2 separate regions of the Xenopus laevis genome follow, and region 2 is linked to region 1. The links are chromatin contacts, called in public Hi-C maps. All regions are on one chromosome and are shown on one strand. Each heading gives the region's core, a stretch centred on a gene start, on an enhancer-like site or on the middle of the called end of the contact. The rest is flanking DNA. Distances are from core to core; before and after follow the strand shown. Region 1 holds the start of LOC108700826 (meiosis-specific coiled-coil domain-containing protein MEIOC). Region 2 has its middle 8.8 kb from the start of gpatch8.L.

Evidence for each region. Hi-C and Micro-C count contacts between places; a contact is called where the count stands out from the background.
Region 2: a contact with region 1 is called in a Hi-C map of the XTC cell line, with 4 times the contacts expected there. The contact joins the enhancer-like site here to the promoter of LOC108700826 in region 1. A contact is called at or near these places in 2 of 4 Hi-C or Micro-C datasets (the XL177 cell line and the XTC cell line).

What each region holds. Positions count from the first base shown.
Region 1 is chr9_10L:4,868,148-4,870,687 of Xenopus_laevis_v10.1, reverse strand. LOC108700826 (meiosis-specific coiled-coil domain-containing protein MEIOC) reads left to right here and starts at 1,269. Exons shown (of 8, transcript XM_018234804.2): 1 at 1,269-1,419. The coding sequence starts at 1,414.
Region 2 is chr9_10L:4,935,396-4,937,935 of Xenopus_laevis_v10.1, reverse strand. No RefSeq gene overlaps it. Among protein-coding and RNA genes, the nearest start is that of gpatch8.L, 8.8 kb to the left of the region's middle. Within about 2 kb of position 1,260, at least 3 of the 7 cell types and tissues checked have an H3K27ac peak or open chromatin away from gene starts, as enhancers often do.

The DNA of each region.
Region 1 (2,540 bases), core at 20-2,519:
TGATGGCTTCTATATGTTAAGGGGGGTCTGGCTGTGCTGTGTTTCCTGGATTAGCCGGACTCCCCTTAAACTGCTGGAGTAGGAGCCAAGTTGTGGCGAAAGTAGGAGCAGAGCCATGCCGAACATTTATTTTTCTTTTAAAAAAAGCTTTGGGCACTGGTGATGTGCGGGTCGAGAAATTCTCGACCCGCACCCGACCCTAACCCGCCCGCTCCCTACCCGCATCCGACCCGGCCCGCTGCTCCCCTTTATTTATAGACCCGCAGTGACGTCACAAAAGGGGCGGGCGGACGTCTATAAATTCTGGTGCCGGAAGCTGTAGTACTAGGTCGCAGGCGGGGAAAGCAGGAGAAGAGCTCGACCTGCACCCGCCCGCGCATTTTGTCCAGGGGTCGGCCCGAACCCGCCCGGGTAAACCCGTGGGCCTTGGGTCGGCCCGCACATCACTATTGGGCACTCATTTTTTTTTAACTTGGGGGGGGCAATGGCTGCTGTTTTTTTTTAACTTGTAAAAAAAAAAAAAAAACGTCGGTGGCCAATGTTTTCCTTTTACTTGTAGGGTTGCCACCTTTTCACCCGGTGCAATCTGGGCACAGGGCGGGGCCATGACAGGGGCGGGAAATGACATCAGGGGTGGGGCTATGATGCAGTGATCGCTCAGTTGCCGCGTCAATCTTAGGAAATCCTGCCCGGTTTTCTTAATTTGGAAAACCAGGCAGGCAGTTTTGACCCTTCAAAAAACAGGGCCGTCCGGGTAAAAACCAGGCAGGTGGCAACAGTATTGTAAGGTGCCCGGAAAATGTTGTTGTAAAGGGCCCTGCAAATTCCGATAGAGGTTGCCATACAAATATATATGTTTGGCTACAGCAAACAGGTCTTTATTTCCCACACAGGCCTCACCTGCTGCTTTATTAATCCCAGAAGCCCAAATACTCCACATTTCACCACAGGAGACACCATGACAGCTCTGAACTCTATAACTAACTCATTGTTTACCTCAACTTTATCATCAACTCTTTCATATTTACCTCAGCGGTGCAGATAACACCCCCTACCAGAATTCCAAACGTAACCTGACATATTAAGTAGCAACTCTCGACTGCTTCGCTACTTTCATCTTAGACCTTTCTTTTTTTTTTTGGGCGGGAAAAGTATTGCCTAACAGACTCGCAGCCAATGAAAAACCCGGAAGAAGGTGATTGTCCGAGCGCCGCTTAGCGACAACAAACGCCAGCCAATCAGCGCACGCCCTGGGGGTAGAAAGGGCGTCGGCAGGCGACTATCATTCAAATTAACGGGCAGTGAGGAGGCGGGACCGATGTTGGTCCCGCCCCCGCTTGCTCTGAGGCACTTCAAGGCTGCGCGCTTCTGTCAGTTTCAGAGGCTGAGAGAACTTGCTGAGGCGCTGTCACTATGGAGGTGAGGAAACACAGAGATACTGAGCGATACCTGGCGCCCTAAAGGCTTTTATATTAATGATATTTATCTGTGTAACTGTATGAGGACAGAACCCTTCCCCCATGTCATATCAGTTGTAGTTCAGCACCTCTGAGGTGTCACTAAATAATCTCTCAACCATTAACTGTAATATTTAAGCTTATTAGTAGCCCCTTGTGTGGAATAAAGGGGGTTCCTCGCTGCCAATGACAAAATAATAATGAAAACAGTGAATTATTGTAAAATATCAGGAGGTTATAAGTCACCCGAGGCGTTTTATACAGGTTTCAGCGAGTCATGTGACAGAAATGACATCACTTGGCACCGATACTAACGGATGACATCACGAGCACCGATTATAACAGATGACATCACTGAACACCGATTATAACGGATGACATCATTGAGCACCATTTAGAGGGATATCATTTACAGACTGTATTCCTGGTAGTAGTGATGTGTGGGCCGCAGGCCCGGACTGGTAATCTGTGGGTTCTGGCAAATGCCCGAGGAGCTGCTGTAAATTGCCATAGACAGTCACTATTTATTGGGCTGGTGGAGGGCTGCTTGGGCCTCTGTGTACTTGGAATGCCGGGGCCTATTGTGAATCCCAGTCCGGACCTGGTGGGCCGGCCTGAAACCCGCGGTTCGCGCCGACTCCTGCACAAAATCTTTGGGCCTAGCACTTCTGTTGGTAAAATTTATAGACCAGCGCCACTCCCGCCCCTTTTGAAACATCACTTTGGGGTGGGTCTATAAATAGAGGGGCGGGTTAGGGTCGAGAAATCCACGACCCGCATATTACTAATTCTTGGCTTTATTATAAGAATAGTAATGTACGTTTGTAAAGAGTCGCTGTATTTGTGGGTGCGTCTGTGTAGAATACACGATTGCCGTTGGCTTCCTATCTGGAAGATGTCGCCTCTCACTTGACAGAAAAAATAATCTTATAGGGGGGTTTCACCTTTAAAGGAATTGTTCAGTGTAAAAATAAAAACTGTGTAAATAGACAGGCTGTGCAAAATAAAAAATGTATCTAATATAGTTAGTTAGCCAAAAATGTAATGAATAAAGGCTGGAGTGATTTGATGTATAACATGTCA
Region 2 (2,540 bases), core at 11-2,510, 67 kb before region 1:
TCCTCCTATTTCTCCATATAACCCTCCCTAAAACTTCTCCTATTGCTCCATGTAACCCTCCCTATAACTCCTCCTATTGCTCCATATAACCCTCCCTATAACTCCTCCTATTGCTCCATATAACCCTCCCTATAACTCCTCCTATTTCTCCATATAAACCTCCCTATAACTCCTCCTATTGCTCCATAGACCCCTCCCTATAACTCCTCCTATTGCTCCATATAACCCTCCCTATAACTCCTCCTATTGCTCCATATAACCCTCCCTATAACTCCTCCTATTGCTCCATATAAGCCTCCCTATAACTCCTCCTATTGCTCCATATAACCCTCCCTATAACTCCTCCTATTGCTCCATATAACCCCCTATAACTCCTCCTATTGCTCCATATAACCCTCCCTATAACTCCTCCTATTGCTCCATATAACCCTCCCTATAACTCCTCCTATTGCTCCATGTAACCCTCCCTATAACTCCTCCTATTGCTCCATATAACCCTCCCTATAACTCCTCCTATTGCTCCATATAACTCCTCCTATTTCTCCATATAACCCTCCCTAAAACTTCTCCTATTGCTCCATGTAACCCTCCCTATAACTCCTCCTATTGCTCCATATAACCCTCCCTATAACTCCTCCTATTGCTCCATAGACCCCTCCCTATAACTCCTCCTATTGCTCCATATAACCCTCCCTATAACTCCTCCTATTGCTCCATGTAACCCTCCCTATAACTCCTCCTATTGCTCCATATAACCCTCCCTATAACTCCTCCTATTGCTCCATATAACCCTCCCTATAACTCCTCCTATTTCTCCATATAACCCTCCCTAAAACTCCTCCTATTGCTCCATGTAACCCTCCCTATAACTCCTCCTATTGCTCCATATAACCCTCCCTATAACTCCTCCCATTGCTCCATATAACCCTCCCTATAACTCCTCCTATTGCTCCATATAACCCTCCCTATAACTCCTCCTATTGCTCCATATACCCCTCCCTATAACTCCTCCTATTGCTCCATATAACCCTCCCTATAACTCCTCCTATTGCTCCATATACCCCTCCATATAACTCCTTCTATTGCTCCATATAACCCTCCCTATAGTTTATAATGGTCCAGAACATCCCAGAATTCCTGCCACCACTTCATGAGTACAAATAGCAGGAGTGGAGCATTAGTGGAGTCAGGGATAGGACTCATCATGCCGTTCCATAGAATGTACTTGTAATAACTATAGGTTCCCAGTTGTTCCTAATGTTTTTGTATAAACACAAGTCATAATGAATTCCCCTCCATAACATCCTTCCCTATGAGCCCAACTATAATGGGCTGTATTTTATCAGGCTGCCAGGGGCTAATCCCAAATCCTCGTGGGGAGGTAGAGGAGGGGGAAGGATTTTCTCCCTGAAAGAAGAGAAGCTGGCAACCCCTTTTTTCATTGTAATTTTTTGGCAGTGTGAGAATGGGGGGCCCTATTCTGTATTATGAATCAGTAATTGCAAGTTAATGAGGTCTTTTTTCTAGGGCTGGAGCCATCATGCAGATCTCTGTCACCCATAGATGGGACACTTAGTCACATAAAGGCAACTGATTGTTCCCTCCACCTTGTGTCTGTGGGACATCTGTCACTGTGCTACAATGGAGGGGACCGGGGGGGATTAGCTCTGAGTTGCACAAATGCATTATGGGGCAGCCAAATCTCATAGACACAAGGCATTCTGGGAGTGGATTACAGACATGGAAAAACTAAAGTAAAATTATCATTTATTTATGTATTTATATGATGTATCTGTCCTATGGGACCTACTAATGCTGGTGGAACCCTAGAGCTGCTGCATGTGGGACCTGCCTGTAGCCCATGTGGTAATATAGACACTAGACTTGCCTCTAGACTTGCCACATCAGAGGCCACACACACACCCTGCGGCCCACCCGGCCTTTCCCTCTGCCACCCACACGGGCCCCAAACCACAGCACCCTTCTGCCTTCTCCCCCCTTATCTATTATGTGGCCAAAATCAGGACAAGGAGAGGTCAGGGAGTAGCACCCCAGGAGTCAGGTGTCCCTTGAGGTGGGCGATATCGGGTGATCCAATTGTGGATATCTCTGTGTGTAGGACGGAGCACCACTTGGAGTCAGACGTTTAAATTCAATATTTATTTCATCCATTAAAATCAGTGTCCAAAATATATAAGCAAAGTATTGCCTGTAATGTTTGCAACCATTACTCTTTTGAGAAAGTAGCCGGAGGGCTATGGAACGCGTTAAGCGTAACGGTTGCGAGCATTACAGGCAATACTTTGCTTATATATTTTGTACACTGATTTTAATGGATGGAATAAATATTGAATTTTAACGTCTGACTACAAGTGGTGCTCCTCCGTTTGGTTTGGATGCTGACCGGAGCAGCTTCACACGTGTAGCACATTTGGAGCCGAATAACAGGGTGTTCCCTTGTGGTTTTTGGTTGGTGATTCGATCGTGGGCCGTAGACAGAGTTGCCACCCGGCCGGTATTTTACCAGCCTAGCCGATAAA